Linked DNA regions of Sus scrofa: all the other regions are linked to region 1. A link is a contact called in public HiChIP or PLAC-seq data. All regions are on one chromosome and are shown on one strand. Each heading gives the region's core, a stretch centred on a gene start, on an enhancer-like site or on the middle of the called end of the contact. The rest is flanking DNA. Distances are from core to core; before and after follow the strand shown.

Region 1 (4,486 bases), core at 651-3,150:
TGTTTATTAGGGGGATGGGATTGTGTGCAGCTGCTTATTATACTTCTGGGTCTGTTCAGTTTATTTCAAGGTCATCTTCCTTAGCTTCCTGTAGTAAGTCAGCCAGAAAAAAAAGTGATCTTAAATTCTCATATATATCTTACTTTTTTCTTTGTGTTTTCTTTGAACCTATGAAAAAAGTACTTTTCTGTGCTGGTTTGTCTTTTATTCACATGCCTTAAATTGGTTTTTAGAAATGGACAGTAGGAAGGTCCTGTGAAGATTAAATATTGCAAATAAGATTAATATAAAAGGTTAATCTTAAAATCAAGACATAACAGATCAAGCAAAGATGTGTAGAGTCAAAACGAAGAGACAAATTTGTTCCAAGTTAGGCAAGAATGAGTTAGCTTCAATTAGATAGCTGTTTTAAATATAAAAATACAATGTATCAGTTGGAAGAGGATCCATGAAGACTGAAAAAAAAGGAGAACTGTAGCAGCAAGTATTGACATTGCCCCTTCCAGGGAGTTGGACTCTACCATTTCCTTGGCTTGACATCCCTATATGAGGGGAGAACTTGCTCACCAAAAAACCATCAGGTATTTAAAAGGTCTTCATATTTAACTTACTTCCAGGGGAAAATGTACAGATAGCTTGGGATGGATATCTGGCTCTCTTGACAGCTACATTTCTAACAAGTAATAATTGACTTGGCCCACTGTCCGTGACAACAACATTAGGTTTCTGAGCTGCACAATCTTGACAGTTCTGAAGCAAGTACATTTCCTGGTCAATATGGTTGCCATATAAAGTACACAATGCCCATTATATTTGAATTTCAGGTAAATAAATAATTTAGAGCATAGTTATATTAAAAAAATGATCCAGTTTTATCTAAACGCCAAACTAAACTGGGCACCCTGTAGTCAATCTGGTAACCCAACCTGCTGAGGGTCTGTATGACTAATCAACTTGCCTAACTTTTAGGACACCCTTTGGTATCACACCAGTATGAGCTGATATTTGCAGGTAGAGCCGTGTGGCATGCACTTTGTAGGGTTTATGATTATTTCCATCCGTTATCTAATTTGAGCTTCACAATGGATATCTGATCTGGTGTCTATGACTACCATGTGTTGATTGTCACTAGAATCAAGAAGCCCTCTGACTTCTAGTTTACTCTCTTGACCATCTGACTGCCTCTCTTAGTAGAAGTCGTATTTCATAGCCTTTCAGTAGTTGTGCACATTTTATCCCTTGACTCTTTCCTTGAACACTCATTTCCACATTACTTTTAAAAAGTCAGTCACTTCCTTTGCTTCCTGATTAATAAGGAGATCAACTGAGATATAATACTTTTCAAGGGAATGTAGCAAATGAAAACAGTGTTTCAAAAATAAATATGCCTTGCAAATAAACCTTTGGACTTGACAAAGCTTGGCTTTGGCACCACTGAGTATGGTTCTTTTCTGTTCTTTTTCCTTTTTTTAATCTTTGTATGGTTATTTTCTAATTCAGAGATACTCTCTTCCCTACTTTTCCCCCAGCACTAAAGATGTCCCAACTTTTCTTTCCAAACATCTTCGAAGGTAAAAAGCACTGAATAAAGGGCTGAAGTTAAATGAATGCATGTGGGCAGATTATAGGGAAGAATGTTATGGTACTCCACTGTTTAGAATACCATCATTTCAACATTTTCAAAAAGCCTGGTATTTGATTACTATGCAAGGTAGAATGTTCTAGGAATAATCGTAAAAATTCTTTAAAAATTATTTAGATAGATAAATAGATAGATAACAAAATGAGAAAGCATTGAAGGCAGTGAATCCTGTCTGACCAGGGACCATGACACAGAAGAGAACAGTGTGATTCAGCTTTTTTTCAGGGAAGTTAAATTAACATGCAGCCAGCAAGTCTATTGAGAAGCAGGACTTGTGGCTTCAGCGTCTGAAATCTGCTCCTAGTTCTAATGACTCATTTTGTGACTATGCAACTTATCAACTTCTCTTTATTCTAATCTCAGCTGCTGGTAAGGAGATTTAATAATACACGATTCACAGGAGGTTATGATCCTGAGTCATTAATGCAAGAATCTGTAGAGAGAATATATTAGCCGATAGAGACAGGGGGATAAAACTAATTCTGAAAGGCAACATTTAGAAATCTGGAGACAATAACAAATTTGTAATGCTACAAATCTGGTTTAAAAAAAAAAAAAACAAAAATGTAAGACTCAAGAATTTGAGTTAATGGAAACATAAACAATAGAGAGCCATCATAGGTTAAGCCCTACAGTGCATGTGACAGGCTTGTTTCTAGTGTCACTGGACGCCTTCTTAGCACCTCTCCCCCTTTGTGTGTCCCTTGGCCTCCATATACTCCATTCCACTGAGGGCTTTCACTCTTTCTCTTTGTCACCCTAAGCTTAAAACTTGTTCCGTGATGCTCTATCTATGCTAAGATAGAAATAAAATAGTAAGGCAAAAAGGATAATTAAATCATAAGCTGGCATCAGAATTCCTTCTGAGAAAAGAATATTTTTGGTCTAACACTGGAGAAAGTAAGGTGAAGTTCACAAGAATAGGTAGGGAGCATCATGAATAGGTAGCATCATTTTCAAAGAAATGATGCTGTAGGTAAAAAGATGGAATTGGGGAAGCAGGAGACAAGGAAAACAAGAGGGCTAGAGGAACACTGGCATCCAGGTTAGTTGACTAAGATCTTTTGTAAGAACTTAGATATCTAAAATTCCTTCTTAAGATGCTCACCTTATTGTGTTCTAGAACCACCCACACCAAGGCCTTTTGTGTTTTTATCTGTGGGTGTGGAAATGAAGGAAATGCCTAGGTGCAAGTCTATGTCACAACAGGAGAATCAAGGCAGGTGGTGAACAAAGGTGAAATGACTCATGGATTGAACTGATTCAGAGGCAATGGGGCTTTAAAGGTAGAGGTGACTAAGGGAAAAAAATGTAAGTACTTCACCTCTCCAGAAATTTGGAAAAGAACAAGGTTTTCAACCACCAACAGGAAAGAGTTCAAGCACATTATGCTCTAATCTCCACAGACCAATACCTCAACAACTCTAGAATTTAACTTGGGTCACCAGGCCCCTCTGGGGACTGAGGAATGTGAGGCAGAAAGCCAGTGACCCAGCACCCCCCCTCTCCATCTTCCCAATCCTCATCGCCTGTGATCTGCTTTCTAGTGGAAATTCCAGAAAAGAATGCCTTTGAGCTTTGAATTGTGCAGCTGGAAAAAAAAAATTTTAAATGTGTTAAGCAGTTGCTAAGTCATTCACCTAAAGCCTCACTTCTTGCAGGATTATTTTTATTTTAACACAGACTGAATAACATGATAAAGGTTTTATGGAATGATTTTATGAGCAAGTCTTTCCAGGGTCAAAGGGGAAGTTGGAAAAGTGTGTGTTAGGTGGAGCTGGAAGGTAGTAAACTAAGAGAGAAACCTACTGGATAACGCCTAGAATTTGAAACATTCTCTGAAGGAGCATTTTGTAAATTATACTTCAGAAGAAAGAGAGAATAGATTTTAAGAAGAAAAACTGCATAACGTGAATTCTATTGGTGACCTTTAATATTGTCTTCTGCCACCAGACTATCTCAAAGACCTTAACGCCAATAAAAAGAGTCAAATATTATTATACCACCCGCTGAAGATATAGCAACCATGATGTATACCAAGTATTGTTTTTTAGGAGTTCCCGTCGTGGCGCAGTGGTTAACGAATCCGACTAGGAACCATGAGGTTGCGGGTTCCGGTCCCTGCCCTTGCTCAGCGGGTTAACGATCCGGCGTTGCCATGAGCTGTGGTGTAGGTTGCAGACGCGGCTCGGATCCCGAGTTGCTGTGGCTCTGGCGTAGGCCGGTGGCTACAGCTCTGATTCAACCCCTAGCCTGGGAACCTCCATATGCCGCGGAAGCGGCCCAAGAAATAGCAACAACAACAACAACAAAAAAATATTGTTTTTTAGGTTTATACTAAGCTTTGTTTTTTTTTTAAGAAGAGGTATTAGATGTTGCTATGAAATGCTAATAATTTCTTAAGGGAAATAGAAGGCAGAGGTAATAAGAAACTCTACTTTTCATATAAGAAACGGTATAATTTTGTTCTTAAAAATTAAGATTTTATTCTCGTTCCTTCACTCCCTTCAAATTGCTTTTTTTAGAGGCTACTTAACATCTCTTAAACTTCTTTTTCAGAGGTGATGCCTTTGAGAACTGAGTTTAGGATTTTCAAATTTCTCTTCTATCATTTGATGCTGGCAGAGAAGATCTCCTCACTTTAAAAATGATTTTTAAATGACAACCTCGCAGCTGATTTTTAAATAGCCTCTTTCCATTTCTGAGGAATTGCCTTGGAGTTCAAACAAAATGAGTCACCCAAGGAAAAAAAAAAATTGCAAGCCATTTTTATGCATCATCCAGAGCAGAAATTTAATTTAATGGCATTGATATAGGAGAGCTCCTTCATGCAGCAATTTTAAA
Region 2 (4,486 bases), core at 509-3,008, 940 kb before region 1:
TAGGAACTAACAGCTGGTAACCAGTGGCAGACTTACCTTCCACCATCATAGAGCTCTCCCCAGCTCCACAACTTCCTGACTTCTACCCATCCCAAATCCCTTTAAGGTTGGCCAGTTCTAGGAAGTGTGAACAAGGCCACTTCCTCTTATCTGGAAAGAAACCTAATCGCTACCCTTTGTCTTCCTCATAGGACTACCTCCCACCACAGCACACACTCCCTAGGATATTTCCAAATCATTCAAGTGACTGCTCCAAGTGTCTTAGAGGGAGTTCAGTGTTTACTGTGCAACATTCCTAAATGCCACCAATTTAGGAAGTACCTGCCAGCAGACACTAAGCCTTATAAGACACTGAAATGAGTTGTGCAAGAAGGTTTAGAGTCTCACTCCCTGGAGGTCTTTCAAGGCAGGATGGGTTCTTATCTGCCTAGGATGATTATGTGGAATACTGCTAGGGGGCCAAGGGATAGAGCAGCTTATCATCAACAAATAATATTTATTAAACTTCTGAGCATTCATAATACTGTGTGAGAGTCCATTTATACTAAAAGAGAATTTCAAAGACACAGCCCCCACTCTTAAAGAAAATTTTAACTAATGAAAGAAAAGGTTTGTATGGCATACAAATAATATAATGAATTAGCAGTACTTTAAGTTTTCAAACCATATAGATTTCTTTCTCTTCTCACACTCCTTGGTTTTGGTTTGAGACTAGGCAGAGCAAGATTTTCAGTGAACAATTTTTTCTGGCTCATATTTTCCAAGAGCGGTGAATGATGTAAAATATGAAGAGGTATCAGAAGAATTAAGTGGGGCAGAAAGCACAAACTGGCCTCAGTTCTATCATGTAGAAAGCAGGAAGCTGCTGGGTTTGGTCTCAAAGGATTCTTCAATTTGTAACGCCCTGGGATTCTAGGTCAAGAAATAGTTAGGGTTGGGGGCGGGGGACGGACTATAAGAAAGTCGGAAGAGAGCAAATTACTGAGTATTTGTCCCCTTAGAGCCATAAAATAGTGTTGGCCCCTGGGGCTATGATTTTCAGCAGACGAATAAGGTGATATTCTTTAAAGGCCAGTCCACTCATATAAACACTTTCTGGCTGAGAAATGAATGATTTGCACAGGAATATGTCCACCCCATTCCCTCCAGCAAAGGAGGGAACCATGTGGCCCATTCCTCCACAGCCTTAGATTTGTGCTGTGTGAATGCACAGAGCTCAGGAGGGCCAATTTATATAATCATGCTTATGTCTCCCTAAGAAAGACTCTTTCTGAGTTACTTCATTCATCATTACTCATGAGACCAGGGCCATGAGGGCTTCAGCCAGCAAAACAGATCTTTGTATCTCCTCTAAGTGGACCAACTAATGTTAAATACACCCTCCTCCACTGGGACCTACCACAGGCCAAGGGCCCAGGGTATGGCTTAGAGGAGCACACTGGATGCTAACCCCTCAGTTTTGCCACTTATGCCAGGCACTACCTAACAATGCAGGGATTTTGAAAATTCTATACATGTATGCCTCCATATGAAGCAAATAACTGATTAAATAGGTTTTATGATTTTCTTTAATTTCTCTGCATATAGAGAGATGTGAGTGGACCAAATTTTATCACTTACTTCTAAACATAGTCCTTCCTGGCCACTGAAAGAAAAGCATGAACAACTTTCCCTCAACTTTCAGGAAAGCTGATGTTGTGTACACTGAAAGTGTTATAATGTAATCTCCGCTTCGAGTTTATTGTATATTTCCCTTCCAGGAATATACAGGAAATAGGGTGTGGTTAGTTATGTGGCTCTTTCACTTCAGTGCAGTTATTTGGCTGAACCTACTTCTTGTTACTATCCTCTTAAGCAGAGTCAGTGAACCTCTGAAAACATAATTTCTAGACTTCTCACATCTGGTGGCCCCTTTTTTTTCTTTTCTTTCTTTTCTTTTCTCTTTCTTTCTTTCTTCCTTTCAAGTTGAATTTCCAAAGGTAAACAATAAGACTGTAAATTTAATTTTCCAATACTTCAGTCAAGGATTAACTGCTAAAGAGAAGAAAATGTTTAGCTTGTTTCACTCACATTAAAAAAATACATGTATGTGCCAAGTTTGATCAATATATAGTTGGTCAATCTTCAGTTTTATTTAGTCAACCATTTAGTCTATTATATAATTCATTAAATGTTTAGAGTAAAACTCTTATTCATTTATTTTTCTTTTTAAAACCATACCTCCGGCATGTAGAAGTTCCCAGGCTAGGGGTCAAATTGGAGCTGCAGCTGCTGGCCTACACCACAGCCATGGCAACACTGGCTCTAAGCTACATCTGGGACCTATGCCACAGCTTGCAGAGAACCCAGATCTTTAACCCACTGAGTGAGGCCAGGGATGGAACCTGTATCCTCACGAACACTATGTTGGGTTCTTAACCTGCTGAGCCACAATGCGAAATCCTAGAATAAAATTCTTATAGTTTTATCCACATTTTAACATTTTAGCTTTCTAAACATACTGCAAAAGGAGTTCTCTTGTGGTGCAATGGGTTAAAGATTCAGCGTTGTCTCTGCAGTAGCTTGGGTTACTGCTGTGGCATGGGTTCAATCCCTGGCCCAGGAATTTCCACATGCCTCAGGTGCAGCCAACACACACACACACAAACATGTTGCATAACTATGTTATTTTCAACATTAAAGAATTGATCCAGTTTTTTAAACATAACTTCTCTTAGCATGCTAAGATAAATCTTTTTTTTTTTTTTTTTTTACATATTCTGTCATTAAACTGTTGTTTTTAAAGTGCTGATTTATCTATGTTCCTGACAGTTTAGGAGAAAGATTTTCAATATAGAAGGACTGATAATGGTAAATCTTCACTCAAGGAATGAATTCTCCCTACTGGAAGTTTAGTAGATATTCCAATTTCAAAGATGGATCTTGTTTTATTTTATTTACTTATTTATTTATTTATTTTTTGCTTTTTAGGGCCACACCCACAGCATATGGAGGTTTCCAGGCTAGGGATCCAATCGGAGCTACAACTACCAGCCTATGCCACAGCAATGCCAGATCTGAGCCGCATCCACAACCTACACCACAGTTCATGGCAACGCTGGATCCTTAACCCACTGAGTGAGGCCAGGGATCAAACCCACAACCTCATGGATCCTAGTCGTGTACATTAACTGCTGAGCCATGAAGGGAACTCCCTAAAGATGGATCTAATTTTATTCCTTTGTAGTCAATTGTTAAAAGCTGCTAGTTTTAGGGGCCAAATCCATGCAAGTGAACTCCCAGTGTTCTTGAATATGCATGGGAGAAAGTAGAAGAGAGCAGAGCATCCTTTTGCTTTAGGAAGCCCCTGGGATCAAGCTCATCTGACAAATGCCAGAGGAAGGGGGCTGAGACTCATTTCCTCAGGAGCTGTGAGGCTTTGAGAAGTTTACTCGACCAAATCTGAACATTTAGTTTCTTTGTTAACTGAGGATAATATCTACCTTGCAGAGCATTTGTAAATATTTTAAGTATTACATATCAATTATTAATCAGTGTTTTTCACAGTAGATGTTCAATAAACGATGGCTGGGCATTTGAGTGCTTGTCTCCTTTTCTTCCCTCTATGGACTATAAATTCCTTGAGAGGAAGAATTACAGTTTCTGCTATAGATTGTCCCAGGTTGCTGGTGATAAATAAATATTTGTTGAGTTGAAAATTTCAGTTTTGAAAGGCTTTCAAAATAATCTTTCTTTTAGAGTTTTAGGCTACTGAATCTGACTCATTTTTCCCTTCAACTTCCTAAAATCTAATTTCCTGGTGTTTAGGAGCACATCTGACATTACTGGGTATCACACCATCTAAGGTGACCTGGGCACTTTCTCCTCAGACTCTAAATCCATTTCACAAGCAATTCTCTCTCTCTCTCTCACTCTCAGAATTAAATACAAGTAGCAGTTCACCTGGTTGTTTCCTTTACCCTATAAGAGATGAAACTATCAGAAAATAGAAAAACAAGTTACTAATTTATCAGATGATTTTGCTTTCAGCACAATGAGACCTCTAACAGATGTCCTGTTAGCCAGATCCCCCTTTACTACTCACTGCACCTTGTTTGTGCCAATTTTGTATTTTGTTGAGGGGATGTGAAGTTAAAATATATATCCTGTACAGGCAAATTAGTTTTGCCTTATCCTGGGCAAATATCCTATTCTCCTCTAGAACGCTTCCTCAGACTCAGATTCTAGAGTTCAATATCCTTACCTTCTTGCCCTCGTCTATCTCCTAATAGGAAATTGTGACTACTCTTTCATGCATGTGTATTTCTAAAGACAAGGAAGTCTTTTCTTGTCTCAGGACTGGGCTTACCCTATTTCCCCTTTTATTTAGTTAGAAATGTTTGCAGTTGCAAGGAACAGAAAATCAGCTCTTAAAATGGCTTTTAAAAATAGAAATTTTCTCCTTCTCTGTCTTCTCCCCTCCTCTTCCAGGAGCCAGCTGCCCCAC
Region 3 (4,486 bases), core at 1,340-3,839, 840 kb before region 1:
ACATTTCTATTCAATGAACAATGACATACATATTTTTAAAAATATATATAGTTAGTCCAAAATCCTTTATATTTGATCTTAGCATGCATTATGATTTGTGTGTGTGTGCGCGAAACCATATGAAAACATACAATCATGATGATGCTTTAATTAAATGAAGCCTACAGTGAATTTGGTCTCTTTGTATATATGCTGATTACGGGAAGGGAGAAATATCTTTGTGTCAGGTTACTTGTCAGAAATGGTCCAGAGATGTGAGTTTTTGCCTGTCTGTAATCTGCAGAATGAAATCATCTATGTAAGTTTGCATTTTGAGACAGGAGAGTTCTCCTCCTGGACCAACTTATTTGATAGCTAAAAAAATGAGGCCTACTATAGTGACAAATGACTTGTTAGCTATGGTTAATAATGTTATTATTTATAATAGAGAGGAAGGAGAGAAGGAAGCAAATTTTTCACAATTAAAGAATGTTTGAGTAAATTCTGGCTTATCAACCTCATGTCATTCCACTGACTAAAAAATTATAACTACATGGCAATAGTCTCAACTGAGACGTGGCTTCTTCTAGGCCAGGACTCTCCATTTGCCATATCTGGTTGGCTGCTGCTTCTGCATTCTACTCGTGAGCATATTTATATGCTTCATTGTATTTCCTCTGAGAAATCCTATGCTCTTTGACAGCTGGGACCATGGCATTATTATTTATTATTTAATTTCCAGATCTTAGCCAATCAGGCCCATGATTACCACTCACTAAATACTAATTTCAGTCAAATAGAATATTATTAGTACAAAAAAGGAAAATCAGTAAAAAATACTCACAGCTACGAGCGCAGTCAGCTGTTCTTAGGTGTTCTCCCTTTCTATACCCACCCCCTTCCACATTTAGCCCTGACTCTTTCCTAGCTGCATTAGTTGTTTGTTGTCCAAGCACCATACTGAATGACTTAGGGGGGCAAGATGCGGGGCTGTCCCAGATAACATACAAAGCACGCATGGCATTTAGATATAGTAGTTTTGATGGAGAAGCAACTTTCTGATACAAGAAATAAAACACGGAACATTCAGCTTTCAAAAAAGAATCAATGATTGAATGTGCTTAAAAGACATTCTCACCCCACGGCTGAGCCTCACCTCAAACCTAAGCAAATCAAACCTCTTCAATGACCTCTAGAGAGTGACACAGGTGACAAGGTTAGTGGTTACACCAGGGTGCAAGTTTTTCCTGATCCTTACAGCAGTGCCTTCTGAGGGCCCCGTTGTCTTAACCAGCTCAGGCTGCCACAACACATTACCATAGACTGGGTGACTTGAACAGCAGGCATTTATTAGTCACAGTTTTGACAGCTCTGGAAGCTGAGAAGTCCAAGAAGATGTAAAACCATCTTCAAAACGCAGATTCATTGTTGGGTGGGGACCTACTTCCTGAATTGCAGACAGACATCTCTTCACCATATCAGAGAGAAAGCGACAGGAGAGGGAGAGACAGAGATCTCCATCATGCAGACTATACCCTCGTGGCCTCATGTGAAACTAATTGACTGTATCTCCAAATACATCACAATCACAATGGAGGCTAGGACTTCACCATAGGAATTTGAGAGGGGACACATTTGAATTTGGTATCTGGAGTGTTCACCTGATAACAAGTCCTCTACCACTTGACTAGGGCTTCAAGGGACCTTATAGCATCCTGACTTTTTCCTTCCCTGCATTTACCACTGTTTGTGTGATTGCATTTTATTTTTTGCTCCTGTTCCCATGTAGGCAAACACCATGTATTTTTATCTTGTTTTGTCGTTGCTACTCTATCTTCAGACTTAGCACAATGTTTGGCACATAATCTGTGTGTGTATATATTTTTTGACTGGGTACATAAATACATTTGAGCGCATTGCATGCATTCCAGTGGGACAGAGTTAACAGGTCAAGTAATCAGATTAATAATGGAGAAGAAGGCAAAAGTGTAGTTATCAAATGAAGGTGGGTTGGTGCTATAAAAGTAAGCTACAGATGCTGAGACTCAGAATCCAGGGTCAAAGTTACTTGTCTCTCCTGCCAAAAGTAATATTAGGTCCTGGGGCTTTTGGATTCGGGCTGAGCAGAGGTGTCCATAGGTGCTCTCAGCAGCATGGAGAGGTCTTGGGGGTGTGTTGTCAGGAAGCAACAGAGGGCTGACATAGTGTGTTTTTAATGTACTTGGCTCATTTTGTTGCTTGAAACCTAGAAGGCAATTATAGATTTCTCAGAGTAAAAAGTGTACGCAAGATTTTTTCCTCCTCTTCCCTACCTAAATTATTTGGTCCAGCCTGGATTATGATATCTGAAGTCAAGGAAACGCCAGCAATCATCTGAAAACATATCACCACCACACCCATCCCTACTTCTCAAAACAACTTTCATGTTCTTTTGGCCTGCTATATATTTACACACACACACACACACACACACACACTCACTCACTGTGTGGAAACCTATAGGTTTGTGCACAAAAAAGCACACTGAGAAAGCAATAATTAAGGTCCTATCCTCTTCTTTGGGCAGGACTCATAAAAGAGTGGTTTCTGTTTCTACAGTAGAAAGTTGTGGTTGAGGCCTGATAGAGTTCTTCTACAACCCCCTGTCCAGAGGTGAATCATGCATCATTTAGATCACCCTCACATTCGGTGACTGAGGGATCTCACGTTGTCCTCTGTACCCTTACTTTTGGCTAATGTTCAGCCATGTCGCTCAGATTCTCTCATTCACAGGAAGGCCGGTGCTGTCTTCCAATCAAGTTCTTTCTCCAATAAACCACTCTGCTTAGGGCTTACCCTCATGAGATAAAACTGGCAAGCCTAAAAATAGAAACCACAAATCCTGCCTGCCAATCCTGCATTCTAACCTCTAATCCACTTGTAGCAAGGACAAATATTTTCAGGAAAATAAAACGACACTGCATGGAACACAGGGACACAATTGCTCCTGTTGTCAGATCTTCCACTCAAAAGCCTAGAAATAAGGGGCTGGATTCCACTCTCCCCTCCTTGGTCACCATATACCTAGTTTCAACCTTCCTCTAATTTCTTATACAACCTGAGTTACCAAAGCAAATGAAGAAAAGATGAAATGAGGACACAGGCAGGAGGGGGAGAGACACAGAATTTCATCATTGTTACAACTTACTTAATGGTGGGAATTTGTCTTTTGTGTTTCAGTACAAGGCAAAGAGCCTAGTAGAAGTTCAGGGTTAGATTAATAGGACTTTCACGTTTGTCAAATGGGAAGTTGACTAAGTTAACTAAGTGACTGGATTTGAGGACCTGAGGCAGCCTGAGTGGAAAGTATCCTCAGAAAACCTAAGTGTGAGTCCCATCTCACCATTGCCACTCATATCTGGTTCAAAGGGACAAACTATTTCATGCCCTAAGGCTTAGAGCTCTTATCTCTAAAACAGCATTTCGAGTAATAGCCTTTTTTGCTGCACAGAGCTGTTTTGAGGCTCCATGAGAGAAAATATATAGGAAATGCTGTGTAAACTCTTAATCTATCTATAAGTATGAGGAATTATTATCACTGCACACAAATCCACTTATTGTTTCTGATTGGCTGTACACATAATTCAAATTCTCCAGGAAATAGCTCAGTCTTTATTTCTAGCTGTGTGGTATGCAGCTTCTAAACAGTTCTACTCAGACCTCGCCTCTTAACCTTTAGTCTTGAGGGTCTACAGAGACCTTTGGCTCTCAGTTAACTGTTACATCCCAAGCCAGCTGCAGGGCAGAAATTCCTGGTTTGATTTGTGTTTTAACCAGCTCAGCCGTTTTGTGGCTTGGCCACTGAAGTGCTCTCACAAAGACACAGACCAGAGTGGACTCAAACATGAACTCTGGTGAGAGATGAGTTCTGAGAGGAATCTAATTCAACAAAGGAGATATGTAAACAGGACTCAGGAAGCTGTGGCCACAGTCTTCTCTTAGGAGGCTTTAACTTTCTCAGTTTTGAAATACCGTGTTTGTTTCGCTGTGTGGTGAATGTCAGTATATTAACATTGTACTTTGAGATTTCTCAGCTGGCAGTGTGATAAAATTTAAAATATTATTCTCATTTAGTATCGTTTTAGAATTTTCATGGCATTAATGAAACTAATGAGAAACAACTTATGCTATTGGGAAGGGAGAGTGAGTGTTTTCAGCTGAGTTTTGGCATGGTTCAGTCTTTAAATGCATGACAATGGATTTATTATTGAAGAAATAAAGAGATTGGGCAGAATCAGCAGTTGATCATTGGAAGACAGTCATTTACTTTTTTTTTTTTTTACAGATAATAAGTAGTTTCTTGTGTATCTTTCTAATATTTTTATGCACATTATAAGAAAATACAAATAAATCTTCATATTTTTCCCCTGGACTTCTCAAAAGGTAGACCATCCAGTCTTTTATGTCAGAAAGCTTATAGCCCATGTTTAAATAATAATAAAAAGACACAACTATTAAGAGGGTAGAT
Region 4 (4,486 bases), core at 979-3,478, 820 kb before region 1:
CTCAACTAAGATACTGTACAAATTAGACCAGTAAGGGCCGTGCTGGTGTATTATTAGGATATTTTTGGTTGCAAGCAATAAAAATGTAAACTAAGTCGAACAATAGAAATTCGTTGTAAAAAATACTGGGCTGTCCCAAGGAACCTTGGGTAAGTGGGACTGTATCAGGGACACAGGAAGGTAGCAATGCCAACATCAGACCTTTCTTGGCCTCTCAGCTGCGTTCTCCCAGCCCGGCTCTATCTCTCTATCTCTACCTCTACCCCTATCTCTCTCTTCAGATTGGCCTTTCCTCCACCTGACGGGAAACACGGTCATAGAGAAGGTTCCTAACTGAATAACATCTTGCAGCTTTAGGCCTGAGGAGAAATTTTTTTCACTTCCAGTTTCAAAATTCTCTAAGACTTCTTATTGGACTAAAAGTGTCAGCTCTTCACTTCTGGACCAATCCCACGTGGCGAAGTGGGGGAGGAGAGGATTTGGGAAAGGGCTGGGAATAATCCAGTTTAGGTCAGAGGCACATTCCTTGCCCTGCCCCCACTTGCACCAGTAGTAAAGGCAGCAAGAGAGCTCTTCTCAGGGATATGTGAGACCAGCGAGAGGAGAGGGGGGAGAAAGGGAGGGGGAGAGAGGGAGAGAGAGAGAGAGGGAGAGGGGGAGACGGGGAGAGAGGGAGCGGGGGAGAGAGAGATCAGGGAGGCACCGGGCTCCACAAAGCGGGGAGAGTGAGTAGGGGGTACAGGGCCAGCACTTAAGCCGACCGCTTTTTCAGAACCATCACAGCGACTCTGGCCTGACAAGTAACACTACTGAGGGCAAAAACTGGAATATTTGAAGGCGGGTGTCCCTTACGAAATCCAGCTTTCATTTAATCCTCAAAACAGTGACTGTAGGGATTACAGCTACCCCGTTTTTACAGATGAGGGATACAGAGAGGTTAAGCACTCTGTCCATACTTAAACAGCTAATAAGGGTCAGAACAGGACTGGGAATCAGGCAGCGCACAGCCAGTGTGCGGTGTGCCCCGCAGGGGGCTCCCACAAAGAACTCCTTGGGTTTGTGTGTAGGGGGCGGAGGAGAGGGTGGCAGGAGTTCCGAGGAGGATCAGTCCGTCCCTGGGATTTAAGGCTGAAATTCTGCGTCGTCCCTGGGCTGTCTAGGAAGGTTTCAACAGGTCTAGGAGAGGGAGGAAGGGAGCTGCGCCAGCGGGTAGAGGTCTGGGTGCCTAGTCCCAGAGTTGCGCCTGCTAAGGCAGGTGGGCGAGGGGATGCGGGGGAAGGAGAGCAGGCAGAAGCTGCGGGGCCAGAAAAGAAGGCCTAGGCCCAGTGGGGAAGGCCACGCCCCAGCTGGGAGTGCTCCTCTCCAGATCTCAGCCTCTGAACGCAATTCCATTTAAGGGCAACCTTGCCCGATTCACACCTAGCCTTGAAGATTACAGACCGCCCTTTGGTCAATTTGCAGGGTGAAAGCGGGAACCTACCACCCTACACCTGCAATTCCAGCGCCATAAAGGAAGCCAGACATGTCCTATAAAATGTCACCATCGCTGAGGTGCAGTTTCCAAGGGGGTATCCGGTAGAGGGAAATACTCCGCAGCTGGCGACCCTCGAATCTGCGAATTCACTGCAGCGGGGGAGGAAGGCTCCAGTACAGAGTGGGGGAGGGGGCAGGAATCTTCTTTCTTGCCCTCTGCTCCTCGCTTGGTAATCAGGCTCGGCCACGTGACTAAAGCTTGGGGTAGGGGTAGGGGCAGGGGATTGCGGCCTGAGTAATTTTTGCCAGAGGGGTGTTTGACCAAACATAAATAGTGAAGGAACTAGAGTTGGGAGCCACGATGGGGCTGGGCTGCAGAGACCCCGACGCCGCTGCGGAGCCAGAGAGCCTGAGCGCTGAGCCGCTGCCGCCCCTCCCCCAGTCCAGCCCGCGAGCTCATTTTCGCTTGGCCGGTCCCCGCGCTGCCGGATGGATCGCGCCCCACCCCCGCTTCTCTGCTCAGTCATTCAGACTTGGAAAGTCAATAACACGCTGACATCATCAGGGGTTTGTGTATTATTACAAGGCTACTTTCCAGAGTACCTGGCATTATCTAAGAGAGGAGCACTCTGGCTGCCTAAGGAAGGGCCCGGGTTGTGGGCCTCGGGAGGGGCGGCTCTCCAAGCCAGGCCTTTTCCTCCTGGGGGAGCATCTTCAGGGCACCGATTAGAAACAGAGTATGTGCTTTTGCTGCACTAAATGCAGATGCACTTTAGATATCAATACATGCTTTATTTTGGCTGGGGGTGCACCTATAAATCATTACTAAGTGACCTCTATTTCTACCAAAGACATCCACTTGGTCTTTAAGAAGCATTTTTAGTGATCCTCCCAAAGGAAAAAAAGGCATGTTTTATGACAGGAAGCCAAAGGCTGACTCTTTTGAGACTCTTGGGGTTTGTGTGTGAGTCTCTATTATGTAATCGCCATCACGGGTGATTAGGTCTTCTTTTTCCCTCCAGGGCTGGCTTGGGTGGTTTGGTTGCTGTGTTTTTCTTAAGCCTCTTGCGGAGCAAACACACACATAAAAAAAATCCCAGATTTATGGTGCTAAACTGCTCTCCAAGCAAATTGCCTTGAAGAGTGTCTCGTTTTGAAGGAGAGAAATAGATGAATTTTTTTGTTAATTAAGACTCCTTATCTTCCTCCTCTGGCATTTCCTTTTCTAGAATGAGTTTTTAAAGTAATTTTATATATTTTAGATATTTTCTTCCTTCTCTCCTGCTGTAATGGTACTTGTAATGGCTTTAAATAACTGATTGTATAGATTACTGCACTTTTGTTCTGTTAATACAAACACCCCGCCCCCTTCAGTTAAAATATGTAAAACTCAGTAACTTCCACAACATGGTACCTTTTAAGTTTGGCCAAACAGGCTATATGGTTTTTTTTTACACACACAAGGCTGATCTCATTGAAAATCTCCCATTATCTTAAATTGCAAAAAATACACTCAGTGGGAAACTGGTGGCTACCTGGAAGATCGCAAGGGGAGTGCCTTTCTTCACTGGCCTGATCTCATCCTCTGTACCTAAGGCTGGGAGAGATCAGGGATTGATATAAAAGTCTCTAGGGCTCCCCAGAAGAAAGCAAAGCAGCCATGTTTCTCAACAATGTAACACCTTCCCTCTATGTACTTGATCATTTCAGGAGAATTTGTAGTCAGTTGTAACCACTTCCCTCCAGGTGGTCTGAGGAAAAATTCCCCACCAGGTTTGCACTTCTAAAATCACCTTTGCAAGCCTGCCCAACAACCCTCCTACCCCACCTCCAGTTTTACCCTGGAAATTTCTGAGGTGCAGGCAGCTGACAAGGTCCAGTGTACCATCCTTCCAAGGTGGTTCAGTAGGTTTTGTTCTGTGAAGCTAGAAGCTGCTAAAGGGGGTTGGGAGAGTGGGGTGCATCACCAACCAGTGCACTGTTGACTTAGGGGCTTTCCCTTAGTTCCTTAGAGAAGACTGTGCAGACCAGAGAGTTTGTTCCTTTGGTAGTTAAGATGAGGAGTCTCTCAAATATCTAAGCACTTCTCTTTTCTTGCCTGTTGTTCCTCTGGCCTGTGCCCAAGCCTCTTCTTCGTATGTGACCCATGTAGCGGTCTTTACTATATAAGGATATCAGCCATCTCATTCTAGATGTTGAGCTTTGATAGCTGGCCACTAACTTCCTAACCTGGAGCTTCTACCTAAGCAGGGAGAACAAAGGTCACAGGACCACTTGGGCAGAAGCTCCAGGACAGGAAGCTGGTTGTCAGCTGTTAAAGCTCCAGAACTAGGTGCCTGACACCTTTGATGAGCAAGGAGCCTATGCTGGCCAGGGAGAGGAGAAAATTTAGTGCAATGGAACTAAGCTGGGGAGACCAAGAAGCAGGATTCTTGGTCCTAGAGAAGCTTGGTATGTTCCCAGAGGCAGATACAGAAACAACAGCTGGAGAGCATGCTCTCTGCTCAGAGCTGAGGGCCTTTGCTGGGTTGGTCCTTGTGTGCTGGGGCAGGGGGGCAGGGAGAGGAACTCTGTGTGACCTATGGCATCTGGTTGCTCATCTCACAGATGCCCCTTCAGGAAGTTTGGTGGCGTAATGGGCCTTGCAGGAATGACATGATAGTTCCCAGTTCCTCTAGGGAAAAGAGGTCAGCTTCCAGGCCTTTACTGCTAAATATCTGTCAGCTGTTTAGAATTGGGTGCATTTTAACTACAGGCTGTGTCTTTTCAGATAGTAATGTGAAAATTCCCGAGATTAACATCATTTATCAAGCCCTAATTTGATTTAGAAAAGACAGCATCTTCACATAGACCCTTTACCTTGATGAAAAGACCACAGCAATGGTTAAAATATCTGTGGGCAAGATTTCTAACCCATTGCTCACTAATGTTTAAAAAAATTAGAGAAATAAATTGCAAAAGTCCAATAATACAATCACAATTTTCTTATTACTAGAGTCAGAAAATTATATTC
Region 5 (4,486 bases), core at 612-3,111, 710 kb before region 1:
GTGCCTATCTCTAGAAAATAGAGAAAATGTATTTGAAACTCTTTGTGCCTGACAAACATAAGCCTGAGTATGCGATAGTTATTATTTTCAAGAACAGTTTTGATCAGAACCTGTTGAAACTAATTTATTTTCCACCCAAAGCCTATATAATGACTGATACTTTGAGGTCTATCTCATGTCATTGGATAATTATGATTGGTTTAGCACAAAGTCACACTCTGCAAGGTTCTTGGAACCATTCTTCCACCATGAGTACAGAGAAGCCAAGGCAGGCACTGACATTGTGGTCTGTTCAGCAATGTCTTGTGGCCCGAATGAACCATGAGGGCTTATGAATTGTCCTAAAACACAAAATGTGATTTGTTAGACCTTAACTAATAAACGGAGTGTATTTTTGGTGCCATCATACCCAGACTATAAGGTCATTGAAATAAATCTGAGGCATATCTCCTGAAAGATGTCTACTCATTCCTCTGCCAAAAGAAAAAAAAAAAAAAAAATACAACCCTGTCTCCTCAACACAATAACTGAGGAAGTATTTGTTTTAAAACCATTCCATTCTGCTTTCTTAATTTCTTGTTATCTCATCCCAGAAACTCTGAATTAACATGGCAAAAGTCCACTGTTTTGAGTTCAGGAAAAACAATATAATTCTTCTATATCTTTTCACAGACTTTGCTTGTTGGGCCAGAAGCCCGACTCATTTGGACACAGCTGTACTCTGAACTTACATCACTAGTTAACATTTCCACTTCTAGGCATTCATGTGGCTTATTTGTTCCAGAGATTTTCTGTTCCCTGATTAAATGTTTCACTGTGCTGTACCCACAGACTCATAAACTAGTTCACTGGCTGATTTTTCAAGACTGGGATTTAAAGAGCCAGTGACCTATTAAAAAACTTCATTTTTTTTTATCAATTAGATATGAAGCCTGCCCTATACACAATCTCAGTGTATGTTAAGTTTTTGTATTTGATCCTACATTTCCCTCTGTGAGGCTCTTTCCACTCATAGGGAGCTAAATTTATAGGGTTCATCTGGTGTCCCATTCTTAATCTGGGGAGCTGTACCCTAATCCTTATTAAGGCATTAGTAGCTGATTATGGGTTGACCATTCACATCTGAAGCTTGTGTGACTGAAATTTGGAAGTATTTAAAACCCTCCAAGAATGAAATTATAATGACAGTGTGACCTGGATGAATCAGGTTTTATGATAGTAGAGATTTTACCAGTTATAGTGTTTTGGGGCAACAGGCCTTGATCTTTTTTCCCAAACTGAATTTTTCTTGTTGGGGTCTATACCTACTAAGGGCTTCTGTTGTGTTTCCCATGAAGAATGACTAAGTCTTTGATTGGGAGTTGTTCCTTGATTAAAACAGGAACAGTGCAGAAAGAAATAAGCCTGCCCATCGGAGAACAGTTAAACACTGGTACTGCTCACAGCAGGGTGGTGTGGGGAACTGGCTTCTGGGACAGCACAGGAGCACAGTGCAGTGTTGGTGACTGTCATGCTGGTGAAATACCATGACATCTGAGGCCCCATGACATCTCTGTGTGGAAACATTTATTTCACAAGTGCAGACACTGATACCCTGGTTCTAGTGACCTTAAGACTTTCACTTCTATTTGTGCCTCTCTGAGATTCAGAGTGTGGGAAAGATGATTTTCAAGTTTCCATCCTTCTCACACTGATCCCTGCTGAATATTGGGATCGTTTCTGACCAGTACACCAGAGATGCTTCGGAGGTAGAGAGAAGCTTACCTCTAATGGACAAACAGGATGGGGCTGTATGGAGCAGTGAGATTGGCTGGAGAACTCTCTGAGTCATGTGCCAGACTGCTCTGCTGACATCTAGCTGAAGCCAGACAACCCTGCTCAAGACCAGGGTGCTGACCTAGGAAGGGTGGGTCCTGAGAGCTCACTGCTATGACACGTAACCACCCAGATCACTGGTTTCTTGAGTCATGTTACCACTTGCTCCTCTACTTCCAACCCTCCTGCTCTCAGGCACACCCAGCCAGTGACTGGGTCAACAATTGAAGTCTGTGAATCTGGCAGACCTTTCTCACGGATAAGGGGCAGCCTATGCTGTGGCTACTGTGGTGACTGGCATGTTCTTTAGGATGGCCACGCACAGGAAATACACTTCTGCTGTAGAGACTATCTAGTATTTTATGTTAATTCTGGTGTGTGGTCCCTGCAGAATCTTGGTACGATGAGGAAAATGGAAGGCATCACATTTTGATACATGTCATGACATCTTTAAGGGATGAGAAAAGCCTCTAATTAGCTTGTACCTATTTGGAATGCTTTCAGAAGTTTTGTGTTACCTCCTATAAGACATTGTTAGAGAGCCTGACCAGTGTTACACTCCTGCATTTTTAGAGTACATGTGGAGTGTTTTCTCTATGAGAATGTGAGCTACTTTGGGAGACTTGGTTATTTCTTCTTCAGAGTCTAGTAACATTGTTCAGTAGAATTTTTTGTGATCATGGAATTGTTCTATAATTAGCTACTAACCTCCTATGGCTATTGAGTGCCTTGAAATGTGGCTAGTGTGACTGGGAACTGGATTTTTGGTGTCTTTAATTTTGCCTTAATAGCCGTGTGTGAATATTGGCTACCACACTGGACAACACAAGTTTGGAATACTATTTCCTGGCTTATGGGAGGCAGACTAAATCACTATATGTTGAATTGAATTTACCATTCTTCAAGGCACTTGCCAAAATACACTTTTGCTATGTGTTTTTCAGATTTCTAATGTAACTTACTCTCAGTAATTCTAGATTGTCTATTTGTATGACACTTCAATAAGAATTTATTCTACATCTGGACCTAGACAGTCACTGTTACTGGAGCAGTGTTTCAGGGACTCCCAGGGCATAGGGAAAGAAAAATCCCACAATGATGCATAACGCTTCTGCTGTTTCCATAAATATACTTTCTAGATCCTCTCTGCCTTCCACAGTTCTTCCTAGATCATTTCCCAGTGAAAGTGGGAAATTGGATATTTCATAAATATTTTGACTTTCTTTCTGCTGCTGGGGAGGAAACAGAGTAGCACTTGCCACTGGAAGATGTCTGGATTTGAATCTCAGATCTGTGACTTCGGAAGAATCATTTAAATCTTTATAACTTCAATGTTTCTTTATCGAATGGAAATAAGAGGAATTCTTTCAGTCCTTTGTGCCTTTCAGAGTAGAAGTGTAAGAATCTTTGGCTTAAAGTGTGCAAATCTTCCTGAGCTATGAAACCCTGTACAAATATTTATGGCTGTGGCTATCATTGTTTTTAATTTCAGATGAAATCAATGCATTTGTGTAGGCCTCCGTGGTATATTTCTCCATGCCCCAACTTAATCATTCAGCCACTGCCTATGATAGTGACTTATCACTGAAAATATACAGGATCTTAGTAGACTGTGTTGTATGCCTCATAATCATGAATTAGTGTTTGTTGAATGCCAGACTGCATGGTATAGCACTGATCTCTGTGTAGTAGGTTGGCTAAACAATGACAACTTCTTGTGCCAGGAGAAAATTTGAAGAGTTCCCACTCATACTCAATATTGACTTGATGATTTACTTGCTTCCTGAGATATGGAGAGCTCTTAATTCTGGTCGTACGTATTAGACAGATTCATTGCATGACCCGGATAATTTATTTAGTCTATGTTTAGATGATCTAGAAAGGAAATTAAGTTTGTGATAGAAATTTTTGATCTCTTTCAGGTGATTTTTAACTGTATGTCTTAAATTTGCTTTTAAAATTGAGTAACTGGAGTTCCTGTCATGGTGCAGTGGAAACGAATCTGACTAGGAGCCATGAGGTTGCGGGTTCAATCCCTGGCCTTGCTCAGTGGGTTAAGGATCTGGCTTTGCCATGAGCTGTGGTATAGGTTGCAGACTTGGGTCAGATCTGGCGTTGCTATGGCTGTGGTGTAGGGCAGCAGCTGTAGTTCTGATTAGATCCCCAGCCTGGGAATCTCCATATGCCATGGGTGTGGCCCTAAAAAAAAAAAAGAAAAATAAATAAAATTGAATACCTAATTCTCCTTATGGAATACTGAATCAATTGTTTAGGAGTGCAGTACACTGTTAATGTGTTACAAATTTAACTCTTACTACATACAGATGCACAGGGAAAATGCGGCTTCATTGTTTTTCTATAGCTGGCCTGATCTTTCTCTTGACTTTTAATCTGTTGAGCAATGAAGAATGTATTAGTTATCAGTTGCTGCATAACAAGTTACTGTATAGCGCAGCAGTTTAAAACAAGAAACATTTATTATCTCATTACTTCTAGGTCATGAATCTGGGTGTGGCTTTGCTTGGTCCTCTGAGTCAGGGTCTTTCTTTTTCATATTTTTTTAGGACCACACCCATGGCATATGGAAGTTCCCAGGCTAGGGGTTGAATTAGAGCTGCAGCTGCCAACCTGCACCAAAGCCACAGTAATGCTGCCAGATCTGAGCCATGTC

The links. HiChIP or PLAC-seq counts read pairs in DNA pulled down with a chosen protein or histone mark.
Region 2: a contact with region 1 is called in an H3K27ac HiChIP or PLAC-seq map of alveolar macrophages. The contact joins two enhancer-like sites. A contact is called at or near these places in 1 of 47 Hi-C or Micro-C datasets (embryonic fibroblasts) and 1 of 2 datasets of contacts at active chromatin or transcription factors (alveolar macrophages).
Region 3: an H3K27ac HiChIP or PLAC-seq map of alveolar macrophages shows a contact between it and region 1. The contact joins two enhancer-like sites. A contact is called at or near these places in 1 of 47 Hi-C or Micro-C datasets (embryonic fibroblasts) and 1 of 2 datasets of contacts at active chromatin or transcription factors (alveolar macrophages).
Region 4: an H3K27ac HiChIP or PLAC-seq map of alveolar macrophages shows a contact between it and region 1. The contact joins two enhancer-like sites. A contact is called at or near these places in 2 of 47 Hi-C or Micro-C datasets (embryonic fibroblasts and mesenteric adipose tissue) and 1 of 2 datasets of contacts at active chromatin or transcription factors (alveolar macrophages).
Region 5: an H3K27ac HiChIP or PLAC-seq map of alveolar macrophages shows a contact between it and region 1. The contact joins two enhancer-like sites. A contact is called at or near these places in 1 of 47 Hi-C or Micro-C datasets (embryonic fibroblasts) and 1 of 2 datasets of contacts at active chromatin or transcription factors (alveolar macrophages).

Annotation. Positions count from the first base shown.
Region 1 is chr13:116,439,576-116,444,061 of Sscrofa11.1, forward strand. No RefSeq gene overlaps it. Among named protein-coding and RNA genes, the nearest start is that of KCNMB2, 300 kb to the right of the region's middle. Within about 2 kb of position 1,901, at least 13 of the 83 cell types and tissues checked have an H3K27ac peak or open chromatin away from gene starts, as enhancers often do. A contact at or near this core is called in alveolar macrophages and embryonic fibroblasts, where this site is marked.
Region 2 is chr13:115,503,648-115,508,133 of Sscrofa11.1, forward strand. All of the region lies in intron 1 of LOC106505748 (a long non-coding RNA gene), which reads left to right. Among named protein-coding and RNA genes, the nearest start is that of TBL1XR1, 18 kb to the left of the region's middle. Within about 2 kb of position 1,759, at least 7 of the 83 cell types and tissues checked have an H3K27ac peak or open chromatin away from gene starts, as enhancers often do. A contact at or near this core is called in alveolar macrophages, where this site is marked.
Region 3 is chr13:115,600,917-115,605,402 of Sscrofa11.1, forward strand. All of the region lies in intron 1 of LOC106505748 (a long non-coding RNA gene), which reads left to right. Among named protein-coding and RNA genes, the nearest start is that of TBL1XR1, 110 kb to the left of the region's middle. Within about 2 kb of position 2,590, at least 29 of the 83 cell types and tissues checked have an H3K27ac peak or open chromatin away from gene starts, as enhancers often do. A contact at or near this core is called in alveolar macrophages, where this site is marked.
Region 4 is chr13:115,622,528-115,627,013 of Sscrofa11.1, forward strand. The region is part of intron 1 of LOC106505748 (a long non-coding RNA gene); the gene reads left to right. Among named protein-coding and RNA genes, the nearest start is that of TBL1XR1, 140 kb to the left of the region's middle. Within about 2 kb of position 2,229, at least 77 of the 83 cell types and tissues checked have an H3K27ac peak or open chromatin away from gene starts, as enhancers often do. A contact at or near this core is called in alveolar macrophages and embryonic fibroblasts, where this site is marked.
Region 5 is chr13:115,727,145-115,731,630 of Sscrofa11.1, forward strand. All of the region lies in intron 1 of LOC106505748 (a long non-coding RNA gene), which reads left to right. LOC110256521 (a long non-coding RNA gene) reads left to right here. Exons shown (of 2, transcript XR_002338117.1): 2 at 1-517. Among named protein-coding and RNA genes, the nearest start is that of TBL1XR1, 240 kb to the left of the region's middle. Within about 2 kb of position 1,862, at least 31 of the 83 cell types and tissues checked have an H3K27ac peak or open chromatin away from gene starts, as enhancers often do. A contact at or near this core is called in alveolar macrophages, where this site is marked.